Regions from separate parts of the Delphinus delphis genome. Here region 2 is linked to region 1. The links are chromatin contacts, called in public Hi-C maps. All regions are on one chromosome and are shown on one strand. Each heading gives the region's core, a stretch centred on a gene start, on an enhancer-like site or on the middle of the called end of the contact. The rest is flanking DNA. Distances are from core to core; before and after follow the strand shown.

Region 1 (6,665 bases), core at 1,191-3,690:
TATATCAATTCAGGAATGTGGTAGGTCAAATCATATTTCCAGAAAGGAGCAACTTCCTAAGTTAAAAATCTGAGGAAAAAAAGGGTGGATCTATTCTCCTAGCTCCAATTAGTGAGTGCACTCATGAGGCCAGAATTTCCCAAGATATGTTCAACAGTTCTGAGAAGTGAAAATGAGAGTTACGTGTGAAATATAAAGTAGGTGGAGGATTCTTTAATGTGCCAGAAGCTATCCTGCAAACTTCACTTGCATTTCCTCATCATTACTATTACGACTCTCATTTTACAGATGATGAAATTGAGGCTTAGAGAGGTTAAGTAACTTATCCGAGGTCACACGGATACACTTCTTTGTGATTTCCTGCCCCCAGCCACTATGTCCATTGCTTCTCAAACAAGTAAATAATTAGATCAAAGTTTCCTGTGCTTAAGTAGTTTTGAGGAATGCTGAGTTAAACTACGTTAGGTATGCTACCTTTCTATAGAGCTTTTTACCGTTTGTAATATGTCAAAATGCTTGGCACATCTTCAAGGGGTGATACGGGCACAGTGTCTCAATCACTAATTGGGATGCAGGATGCTTTTTGTGAGCACACTTTCTGCAGAGCAAACTTTGGCCAGTGCTGCTTTAGTAATCTGAGCAGGGCCAGCGATCCCCTTTTCTATGAGTCAGCCCTGTGTGTGTATGAACACAGCCCTACACACTGAGTCAGTCTTCCTTTGAGCGGCTCCAGTTTTCTCTACTCTGAAAGGAAGAGGAGACCATCCTTAGATCCCTGAGTCTTCATGGTCCTAGGGCTGATACTTACATGTATGCTTTTAACCACCTATCATTGTGCCTTTTCACTCCCCATATTGAACTTTCTGGTTTTTCACTTCATCTTCTTCTCATTTACAAACCTAGAAGTGTCCATGGGGGAACCTATACGGTTGTTTTTTTTTTTTTTTTTTTGGCCAATGTCCTTAATACAATTTAATAGGTGAAACCTCTGCAAATTTTGTCATTTGCAACAACATGGATGGACTTGGAGGGCATTATGCTGAGTGAAATAAGTCAGAGAGAAAGACAAATGCTCTGTGATATCACTTATATGTGAAATCTAAAAAATAAAACAAACTAGTGAATATACCATAAGAAGCAGACCCACAGATATAGAGAACGAACTAATGGTCACCAGTGGGGAGAGGGTAGTGGTGAGGGGCAATACAGGGGTAGGGGATTAAGAGGTACAACCTATATGTATAAAATGAATAAGCTACAAGGATACATTGCACAGCACAGGGAATATAGCCAATATTTTATAGTAACTATAAATGGAGTATAATCTTTAAAAATTGATTTACTATATTGTACACCTGAAGCATATGATACTGTAAATCAACTATACCTCAATAAAAATTTTAAAAATAGGTGAAGCCTCCTGATCACTTGAAGCACAGGAAATGAAGATGAGAAAAGAAGGACTTTTTTATAGGGTAGAGAGAACAAACGTGTGGCCATTTTTAGTCCTCTCTGAGACTTTCAGGTGGGTGGGTAGGGGGTAGATGCGGAGGCGAGGTGGAGAGGGAGTGAAGGGTTGGACCTGCATTTTTCAGCTAAGCAAATTTCTATTTTCTGGGTTCAGCCTAGGGTGCTTTGATTTCAGAGAAAGGGAAGCTACAGATAAAGGAATTAAAGGGCAGGATCAGAATCCCTCCTACCCCCTCTTCTCACTGACAGGGGCAATGGCTGACCTTGTGTGTTTAGGTCCCTAGTGCAGTAGGATTGAGTCTCCAATGGCTTTGGTCACTCAGTTATGAGCATCTTCCACTTTTCTTTCTTCTCCCCTCCCACCTCCCCTTCCCTCTCCTCAAAACCTTTCTCTCTCCTCCTGAGTCACTGGAACTCGCTGGTTTCAGAAGCCACTCTTGCTGTGACCCAGGCAAGCCAGTTCCGGCATCGGAAGTACCCCGGCTTAGCTATTGTTCCATGGCCTATATACCTGATACAAAACACTTTGTAACAAAATGCAGCCACTTAACCCTTCCCCACCCTTCTGTGTTGGGCAGGAAATGTTTTTGCTTTCATAAATGTTCATTATGAGGCTTCCGTAGATCAGCCCCTATGAAAACGTTTTTTCAAGAAATTCTGATAAAAATCAATATGCACAGACAATTCAGTTTCCCACCTCCTCCTTGACTTGTACAGTCCCATCTTTCAGCAAAGCGTCATTGGGGTCTTCAAGTCGTCGCAGAGCCTTGGTCTGGAAATCGATCCCGCATGGTCACCCTAGAGGGCGCATTGTCTACGTGTTCTGCGAGGAGCCAGACGGCGCTCGCTCCCAGGCTCCATAAAAGGGGAGGAGGCGGATCAGTTTCCTTCTCTCATTGAGAAAGAGGATTGGAAGGCCGGGGGTATAAAGCCGCGCAGAGAGCGTGAAACAAAGCAGTCGGATCGGAATTGGACTTGGGAAGCGCCGTGTGGAATCAGGCATAAAACTTGTCGGAGGAGAGGAATGAGCCTGCTCCTCTAGCTCTCCTCGTCTGCGCGGCGCTTCAGCGGTTCCCGCCAGCCTTGCGATTTATTTTTATATATCTGCTTTTTATAGAAAGAGAAATATATATATATTTTTTCCTCCTAAGTGAAAATTTCTGTTTCGAGAGAAAATAAGGCAAGATCAATGAAGGAGAGAAGAGCCAGCCAGAAATTATCCAGTAAATCTATCATGGATCCTAATCAGAACGTGAAATGCAAGATAGTAGTGGTAGGAGACAGTCAGTGTGGGAAAACCGCGCTGCTGCACGTCTTCGCCAAAGACTGCTTCCCCGAGGTGAGTGTGGCCCGCCGGGGCTGCGAGGAGGGGGGCGGCCCGGGGGACCCCCGCGTCGAGGTGGGTGTCCCCTGACTTTCCCCCCTTCACCCGTTTTTCTTTTTTTCGGCCGTCTTTCTCACCGTTTACTACTTTCCTCCTGGTTAGACTGCCCGGAAAGGGAAAGTGGGCTGGAAGCGTTGAGGGGTTGGGATGCGCGTGCACGTTCTGCTGCTAGCTTCTGAAACTTGTTCGGTCCTGTGTGCAGAATCTGGGGTTGGGAGATTTGGATCCTTGGGTCTTGGAGGATACGGGTGGGGCGAGAGGGAAGTTAGGGGTTTCGGAAGGGTCCGCGTGTTCAGTGTGAGACCTGGTGGGTGCGGGTTTTGGGGTTTCGTTTTTCAGTTGGAGAGTGGGGAGGCGATTATCCGAGGGTGTTCTGCGGGTGTCGTGCATTTTAAGATAACCTCTTTGCACTCTTTTTTTCCCCTGTCCATCTTGTCCAGAATTACGTCCCTACGGTGTTTGAGAATTACACGGCCAGTTTTGAAATCGACACACAAAGAATAGAGTTGAGCCTGTGGGACACTTCGGGTAAGAGAGTCATCGGACCGCGTGGCGCTCGGGCGGGTTTCCAGCCGCTCAGGGGTGCGCGGCGGGTAGCGGGACTCCGCGCCTGGCACGCTCTCAGCACGGGCCAGCGCGCCACCAGCGCTCGCTCTGCGCCGCTCCTTTAACTTTGCTTCTTACGAGGGATTCCCTGCTGTGTGAAAATTGTGTCCCTTCTGAGTGGGGGTGGGGGAACGACATTGGGTCCGGGGGAAAACTGTGGGAAGAGAAGGGCGCTCTTTGCCCGAGGGGTGACCCAGTGGTAGAAAATGCTTGTAGCCGGGTGGCCGCGGAGCTGTGCCCGAGTCGTCTCGGGGCGGCCGGAAAGGCCAAATGTTGGGGCATGCGTGTGCCGCCTTGGAATCAACTGGCTCTCGGATGCGAGCGCGCCCCTCCAGGATCTAACCTGCTGCTTGGTGGGTAGGCGGGGAGCGCGGAGAGGGTGGTGGGAGGTGGGAGAAAATCCCCAAAGCAACGCAGTTACAGGCGGATTCCGCGCTTGGGGAGAGAGTGAAGTGAGCGCAAACAGCCGCGGCGCTCGTGACGCCTACTGCCTGGAATGCGCTGGCTGCGCGGGCAGCACCCGGCGGGCGGTCGCTGGGCCTCCTCTCCGAGCTGCAGGCCGGCTGCCCGCGCCGCCTCGGTGCCGAGCGGCAGATCCGAGCCTCCCCCGCCCCCGTGAACACTTGGTGCCCCCCGGCCCACGCCATTCCCTCCTGACCCATTGCATCACCCTCCTCCAGTCTACAAGGCGGGCCATCCTATTCGCCTTTGACCTTCCCGTCCAGTTGAATTATTGGCATGGTGAATTATTTTCAAGGGTCTGGGGTTCAAGGCCGGGTTATCGCCTTCCCACGCGCCCACCCACCAACCTGGCGCGCGATGGTAGGGAGGGCCGATTACAGCGCGGAGGGGAAGGCTTCCCCGCGCGGCCGTTAGGGGTTCGGGCTGGGCCAGGCGCGGTGGGGGCGGGAGAGCATCCCCGGGAATCTCCGGCTGGAAGCCAGGCACCCGTCGCCGCAGCCTGCGGTGCCTGGCGGCGGAGTGCTGTTCCCAGGAAGGGCGTAGCCTCTGGAGCAGGAGGACGAGCCAGTGGGAAGGCCGGGTGAAGGCCCCTGAGCTTAGGTCTGGGGGTTTAGCAGGGAGCTGGGCTGTCGCGGGTGAACCGAGCCAAATCCCGGGTGAAACTAGGGAGGAGAAGCACCCGAGTGCCAGCACGCAGGCTTTGCGTCGGGCGGGGAGGCCCGCGAGGTGAACCTGCGCTCAGTTGGGAGTGGCCTCGTGGAGGTGCTTCTGGGCTGTGCGAGCTTCCCACAGCCCTCGACTTTAACCTCTGGAGCCCCCGAGGGACGCAGGGGATTAGAGAGCACAAGGAAGAGACCTTGACTGACAGGGTCGCCGGAGGCAGTGCCGGCACAAAGGCAAGTGAGAAGTCTCGCTCGAGCGCCTCTCACGGTTGGTGCCAGATGCTCCTAGGGCTGCCGTAAGATATGCAGATTTTGTTTCTCCCTGGAGAGTCAGGCTCTTCCTGGAGCCTCGCCAAGGGTAGCAGAACCGGGACCTCACCGTGTTTGTACTGAGGATTGCACACTTGAAACTATAGGGAAGGTGGTGATAGACGGAATTCTAGTATTTTCTTATTTCAGTAGTTTCCATCATCAGATTTGTACACAGCCTAGTACTTAATGGGCTCGAATTCCCAGACATATCATGGTATTTGTTACGCCTAGTGGGCAGGACAGCTGGTATGGTACCAATAATTAACACCGATTCTCAGCCCCCTCCCCCCGCCTGTTTGGACCTAATGCGTGATAAGAATTATTTAGGTATGGGGTCTGTGAGTCTGATCCAGTCGTTGATACGAAGCTATGTTTAGATTTAGCTACTGGTTACCACAGACTTCTGTATGCAGATCCTCTACCTCCCTGAGTCTCATTTCATCATCTAAAAAAAAAGGGTACAGAACCACATAATGTGCAGGACCTCTCCCAGCTGTATACTTCTTGACTTTAGATCACCAGGCAGGCAAGTCTTTTTGTTTCCAGGATGTTGGTTGGCTTCAGCTCTTAGTCCCAGTGGGTCTGCCATCCCATCCTGCAGTTTTCACGACCTACAAAGCAAGCCAGGCTCTGAAGAGAGCCACTGCTTTCTGGTGGATTTAAGAAGGAGACACATTTGGGCAGGGAGGGGGCATGGGTGGGCTTATAGGAATATTGGGTTGTGCATCCCAACTCAAGCTTCAACGGTCACAGAGTCACAGGACCACCAATGGAGATTTCAAATTAGGTGCCCAAAGAGCCAAATTGACTTTTTTTTTTTTTTAAAGAAGAGAAAAGGCACATGTTTAACAAAGCCTAGAAAACAAAATGTGGGCAGTTTATAGTTGGAGGCTCTGCTTCACATGTGCAGATAAATATCACTTCGTATAATTTCAAGTATTTAATCCAAACTACAGTTTGTGGTCTCTGCACACACAGCATCATGCCTTGCACACAGAAGTCACCCAATAAAATCTGTTGAATGAACAAATGAATAATCATATGCGTCGCTTCCAAGGAGATGAGAGTCCCTGATATTTATTACCACTGAATTACCTGTGCACAAAGAATGGCAACTTTATAAATATTGCCTTTCATCAAATTAAAGATAATCACCTGAAATGAAGTCTGTAGTGAAATAATCACTTCTATTTTTGTTTAATGAAACAAAACCTATGCATATTTAACTAAAATATAAAGGTTTGAAAAGACTGTGATTAAGAAAATACCACACAGCAAAATTATCCAGTAATGAAATCTTAGTTCAAATTTAGATTGAGTTTTATACATACTGGGAAAAAGGCGTAAAGGAATTATTTACAATCCCACTGTGTTGTTTGTGAGGTGAAATGTGAGTTAATTAAACACAGTCATGAAGCATTGCCTGGTTCTAGGAATAGACCGTTTCCACCAAAAATGTTTTATCGTTCATGAGTGGAATACATCTAGCAAGAACTGTTGCATCAGCAACAAATCATTTCAAGTATCTTTAACTGTTTTTCATTTCATCTCAAGCTTTTCATGGCAAATTTCTGAACAGGATTATTTTTTGACAAACATTTGACATTTTCTTTGCCCACTAAGACATTTATTTAGTTTGGGTTGTGAAAATAATTGTGTATGCCTGATGCCTCTTGATACATTTCTTTTTTCCAACTGCTATCAGTTTAACTCTGGAGAAAATATCCAAGCCAAGTGTCTAAAGTCCTAAATGTCAGATTTTTTTTTCC
Region 2 (6,665 bases), core at 1,570-4,069, 740 kb after region 1:
CTTGATATTTTCAGAGTCAGGAACTCCTTTAAGAATCTGAAGAAGCTATGTGCACTCTCCCTAGGGAGGGAAGAATGGATCTGCTTACAAATACACAACAATTTGCATACATTTTCAGGAGTCTCACAGACCTTCCTCCCTAAAAGCCCACTGTTGAGTTCCAGGTTAAGGGGTTCCTATGGCTTTAACTGTTACTCATATGTCAATGACCTCAAATCTCTGTCTCCAGCATAAATCACTTTCCTGAGCAACAGGCCTGCTTTCAAATGCCCCTCAGGCATCTTAAAATTCAAACATCCCAAATCAAATTCATTATCTTTCCCCTAAAACCTGTTTTACTCCTAGGAGACAACACCTGTGGGAAAGAAAACACTATTCTTAAACCTAACAGACATAGATTTAAATCCAGCCCTGGAAGCTTCATAAATATACATAAGCTATGTGCTTTAATTTCTTCATATTAACATGAGGATAATAATACATCCAGTTTCTGGATTGTTATGAGAATTAAAATAAATAATGGGAAAATCCCTATACAGGTGCCATCACATAGCGTACATTCCACAAATTAGTATTACTGGATTCCAAATCTCAGAAAAAGCAACTCCATTCACCAAGTATTCTAAGTCAAAAATTTAGGAGTTATCTTCAACTCATCCTTTTCCTCATCTGCAACCAATGGATAGCTATGCAGTATCAATTCCTCAACTCCCCCCCTGCCCTTAATTCAGGCTCGCATGTTCTTTCTCATGGACACAGCAATAGTCCCCTAACCACTTGATCCAGTGGTTCCAATTCCACATCCTTCCAACCTATCCTCTATACTGAAACCCAAGAATCTTCCCAAGACACAAATCTGATAATGCCATGACTGCTTAAATCTGCCCAGTTGCTTCTCGTTGCTTCCAGGGTTACATCCACCTTAGTACTGCACTGCAGGCTGACTATGATTTGGCCCCTGTCTACTTCCAACTGAATCCCTTGACTATTTGGGGATCTCCCCAACTGCCCATAGCGTTTTGGATTCTGTATCTCTGTCCCAACTGCTTCCTTTGACTGAAACGCCCTCACCCCTGTAATGCCTTTTCTTGGCATTCAGGCAAACAACTACTCATCTTTCAAAACACTGATCAAGCATCACCTCCGCTATGAAGTTACTCCTGACAGCCTCCTGCCATTCTGCCTATCACTGACTCCTCTTATCTCCTACCTCTACCTGACAGATGATTTTCTATCCTGGCAAAGATGTGTAACATATGGCTCCCAGGCTCAAAAAGCTTAGGATCATCATTCAAACAGTAATCTTGTTATATAACCTAGACAAGCCGCTTTGAAGGAGAAATTATGAGTCATGAAGAAATAACAAATTGTAAGCAACTTCAACACTCAGAAGCCTCTGTGACTCCCAAGCCATGAGCTGTGCGTGCGCACGTGTGGTGCTATATGTGTTAGCTACATATCAACTGATTTAATCTTCACAAACTATGAGTTGGCCACTATTATTATTCCCGTTTTATTATTTTTTAACATCTTTATTGGAGTATAATTGCTTTACAATGCTGTATTAGTGTCTGCTGTATAACAAAGTGAATCAGCTATATGTATACATATATCCCCATATCCCCTCCCTCTTGCGTCTCCCTCCCACTGTCCCTATCCCACCCCTCTAGGTGGTCACAAAGCACCTAGCTGATCTCCCTGTGCTATACGGCTGCTTCCCACTAGCTATCTATTTTACATTTGGTAGTGTATATATGTCAATGCTACTCTCTCACTTCGTCCCTGCTTCCCCTTCCCCCTCCCCGTGTCCTCAAGTCCATTCTCTATGTCTGTGTCTTTATTCCTGTCCTGCTCCTAGGTTCATCAGAACCATTTTTTTTTTAGATTCCATATATATGTGTTAGCATACGGTATTTGTTTTTCTCTTTCTGACTTACTTCACTCTGTATGACAGACTCCAGGTCCATCCACCTCACTACAAACAACTCTATTTCGTTTCTTCTTATGGCTGAGTAATATTCCTGTGTATACATGTGCCACATCTTCTTTATCCATTTATTCCCATTTTAGAAGGGAGGAAACTAAAATAGAGACACTAATTGCCCAACATGACCCAACTAAATATATCAGTATGAACTTCAGTTAATTGTCTTTAAACGTAACTGACAAATGAAAATTATATACTCTTTACTTTTTTTTTTTTTTTGCATTACGCGGGCCTCTCACTGTTGCGACCTCTCCCGTTGCGGAGCCTGTGCTCCGGACGCGCAGGCTCAGCGGCCATGGCTCACGGGCCCAGCCGCTCCGCGGCATGTGGGATCCTCCCGGACCGGGTCACGAACCCGTGTTCCCTGCATCGGCAGGCAGGCTCGCAACCACTGCGCCACCAGGGAAGCCCTATATACTCTTTATAAATAAGGGGATATGTATTTATTGCGCCTATTTTAAAGGCCTGGTACATAAAGGAAAACGTTAAGTGCCCTATTCTCAAAAACAGTGATTTCTTGAAAAATAAAAAAAACCACACACAATGAACAGAAAACTTTACCTCTTGGAGGCAATAAGAAAGTCTTAGGGAGAGAGGAGGTTTTCAAATACCTCAGTTCAGTGAGTTAATGCACGAAATTAAACGGCTGCCTAAACCCAGCTCCAGAGCTCAAGCCTCCAGGCTCCCAGGTCATCCGCGCGTCACTTTATCTCCGCCCACGTCGCGGCGGGGGACTATCCAATGGAAGGGCGGCTCTACGTGGGCCTCCTGTGCGCGTGCGCATCATCGGCTCGGCGATCCTTCTCATCGATGTGCTCAGGAGCAACTCCTTCAGTCTGGGCACTGCCAGCTTCGGCGCTACCCGCTCTGCTGTCGCGCCGCCATTTTGAAGACGGGAAGAGTCCGGGTCTCCAACACTTGGAGGCGGCGGCGTAGACTGGTACGTATGGTTTCCGCCCGCGTTAGCCCCATCCAAATTCGCCCATCTTCGGGCTGCAGCTCCCGGTGTTTCCTCTATTCCCACAGGGTCCCTATCGCTGTCGCCAGTCGTCCTGGCACTCTGTCTTTAGGATCCTTTTCGCTTACTCATCCTTCATCTCTGCTGGCACCTTTGCTTCTGTCGTCGGGCAGCCCTGACCGGTGTTAAAATATCTACTTCGAGCCTCAGGACTCCATCCCGGTGGAGCTCCTCATTGGCCACCCCAATCTAGTCGGAGTCGAGTCCCATTCGCGGACTCGAACCGGGCGGGCTGAGCGCCTCACGCCCTCCTATGGGCAGCGAGCTGTGCCCTGTGGGGGCGGGGGGCGAATTTTGGGGTTCGGGGAGAGCTTGGACTTTGGTCCTGTCTCGGTGGAGGGACACACAATAGGCGGTGGTGGACGTTACCCCAGTGATCTGTTGTTAGAGCTTAATCCGTCACCGGCCTGTTTGTTTTGTCCTTTCCCAGGAATAACTTTACAAAAGGGAAGATATTTTTCGCCTGCCCTTCCCGCCAGAAATGGCCAATGTGAGTAAATTAGCCTCTTAAGAAGCAGTATAGTAATAAAATAGTTTGGGAACTCGTTAGGAAGGACGGGTTTAATGATAATAGCATTGATGGCATAATGTTTCTCGTGATTAGTGTACCGGAAATGGCAAGGGAAGCAAGGGATGTGAATTAGGTTGATATGCTTTGCGGGTAGTTTGAACGCAACATATTTCTCAATACACGTCTATTTATTTCTATAAATTCGTTTTTAGAAATAAATTCAGTGCCAGCACCCTTTCAGTAGTTTTAAAAGACATTATTTCAGTAAATATTTAGAATTATTTTTAAGCCGTTTTCTGTTTCTTTGGTTAGGTAAACTGAAGGTTTTGTAGCAGTTTCAGTATAGGAAGTCACCTTCCAAATACTACAAAATGGGCGCAAGAGATATTATTCTCACAGGCCATAGAGATTTATTCACTGTAACAGTACAGCGATTACTCAAACGCATCCTGCCATAGGGAACACAAGACATATTTTAAAACAATTACAATAAGAGTAGAAACTAATTTTAAAACCTACACAAAGGTACAGTGCAGATTCAGAGCTTTGTGGAGAGGGAAAAGTAGGGGTTTGTGTTCACTTAATCAGAGAAGCATTTGAGGTTTGAAAGATGGGTGGGATTAGATAATCTGAGGTTTGGTTGGGCAGAGCAGGAGGTATATTCAAAGACACCCCCCCTTTCAAAAATCAGGAAGTCAGTTCTGTCTTCCTGAATGTAAAATGTGTGAAAGAGATAAGTGAGAAGGTTGGATTGTGGATTTGGAATCATGTAATAGAGAGTCTTGAATGCCAAACCCAGTAATTTGGACTTTATTCTTTAAATTTTGGTGATTTAATTAGAGCTGTGTGTTAGGAAGACTAATATGGCAACAGTTAGCCAGGAGAGTATTCCTGTAGTCAAATATGATATATTAAGTAATAGCCTAATGGTAAGACTATAAGGCCAAGTCGTAAAAGTAGACCACTAGTGTATCCCGTGTGTTAAGGTGAATTTATACCTAGCCATAATCATAGGAAGGGAATGTTGTAAAAGGAGCATGTGCTACTCTCAAAGGAAAGATACCAGTTAGAGTAGTATGCTAATATTTGACCTGGCTTTATTTTGATTTGAATGAATAAATTAATCCAGTAGGTATTTTGAAGGATACTTTTATTGTTAGAAGTTTACATAAAACAATATTCAAATATATGTTTAAAAATTTGTGTTCGTTTATGTGCATTTTAAGTGCTGAATGGATGTTACTAATGAAACATGAAGATAGATATGTATGTCTTCAACAATTTAGTTTGCATACATAGCATGGGTCAGGTATGTCTATGCTTCAGAGGCTGAACAGGTCAATTAAGAAGCCTTGGTGGGGACTTGTACAAACTGAAATACTCATTTCTGATATAAAGGGAGCAGCCTTTCCTTAGCTACAGTGATGTGTTGCCAACTAATGTCATTTGGGAATGTGAATCCAGCACTGCCAGATCTTTGGAGTTTGTAAGAACAGCTGAAAGTCTGGATCTTTTGTGTGAAATATCACAATTGCTCAATGTTGATATACAATTCAAATTTCTTGTACCACTGAGAATTACCATTTTTGTCTCTGAGCAGGTTGGGTGCACACCCAAGGGAAGATGCTTAAATTTTCAGGTGGGCAGAATGCTCTGGAGACAGGTCTTGCATTTTGAAGACATATAAAGGAGGTTCTGTCTATCCAGATCTTGTAGAAAGAGTTGGAATTTGCCAGGCCTAGGAGGAGAGGGAAAAGGACGTTTTAGCAGAAGAAATCTTGTGGCAGAATAAAGAAGGCAGAGAAATATGGGAAGACTTGGGTAGATATTTTTATGCGACTAAAGAGTGGAGTAAGAGAAGGAGGGATAAAATGAGTAAGAAATTATGTCAGAGAAGTAGAACGACCAGTTAGGATGTATTCTTGTACTTAGGATGAGAAAATCAGAAGGAACACAGGGCTGGATTTCAGAATACTATGTGAAAGGGAAAAAGAGTGATTCTACAGTATCTAGACTATTTCAACATCCTGGTAACTATTTTTCATACCAGCTTTCTAATCCCACTCCATTCTCTACACTGCCCTTAGTGGTACATTCCTTAAAACATCCTTTATTTTTATCAGTTTACTCTTTTCCTCCCTGCCTACAGGTTAAAATTCTGATTTATTATCTTGATATAACAGGCCCTTTCCTGTCTGTGTCACGTATAAAGCCTTTTAAAGTTGCCCACAAGTTAACTTTCAAGCTTGTTTTTTACTGCACTACCTTATATCCACCTTCAGTGAACTTGTCACTCTTCTGAGTACATCCTTTATGACTCCATCCCTTTGTTCCTGATAGTCACTCATTGAAATGCCCTTTCCCCAGCAAATTTCTATTTCTTCACAACTAAGTATATCCTCCATGAAACTTTTTGCCTATGTCCTCAAGGGTCTCTTAATTATTCAGATCTTTTGATAGCATTTCACAGATGATATAGTATTTGTTCTTACATGTTTTCCACTAATCTAAGAGTCAGCGATTTCTTTTTTTAATATAAAGAGCCAGATAGCAAATATTTTAGGCTTTGTAGGCCGTAGAGTCTCTGTGAAGCTACTTAACTCTGCCATTATGACATGAAAGCAGCCACAGACCATACATAAATGGGTATGGCAATAAAACTTTATTCACCAAAACAGACAGAAGGCTATATTCAGCTATAGTTTGCCAACCCCTGCATTAGATTATTCTGACTTAAGTATTTTGATGAAAGTTTATACGTGAAAGATGTTTACACATTCGTCCATTGTAACTGACCTCAGAGTCTAGGGAATGAACATAAGAGCAGAAAATGTATCACAAAGTTGTGTGCTAAAACGGAGGAAAGTGGACATTGCCATTAAAGAAAGAGGAAAGATGGTATGGTAGATAATTAGTACAATTTACAGCAGTAAAAGAAGAGAAGAGTTAGAAAGTAAATAGGTTTTGTTTCTAGGAGAGGTTTTGAAAGTTCTTTATTTTGAGAATAGAATCTTATCAGTTGTGTTACCTTTTTAGTGTCATCACTAAATAGGGCAACTTTTAGAGGTTCCCATTCTTTCTGTATGGCACTCTTAATTCTGGCCTTGGGAAAGCCATATATTTTTACCCAAAGTAACTTATTACTTGTT

The links. A called contact is a pair of places that touch in the nucleus more often than the background predicts.
Region 2: a contact with region 1 is called in a Hi-C map of lung, with 3 times the contacts expected there. The contact joins the promoter of MMADHC here to the promoter of RND3 in region 1. A contact is called at or near these places in 2 of 3 Hi-C or Micro-C datasets (lung and muscle).

What each region holds. Positions count from the first base shown.
Region 1 is chr7:79,677,660-79,684,324 of mDelDel1.2, forward strand. RND3 (Rho family GTPase 3) reads left to right here and starts at 2,441. Exons shown (of 5, transcript XM_060016825.1): 1 at 2,441-2,809; 2 at 3,295-3,382. The coding sequence starts at 2,660.
Region 2 is chr7:80,413,074-80,419,738 of mDelDel1.2, forward strand. MMADHC (metabolism of cobalamin associated D) reads left to right here and starts at 2,820. Exons shown (of 8, transcript XM_060016826.1): 1 at 2,820-2,927; 2 at 3,436-3,495. The coding sequence starts at 3,487.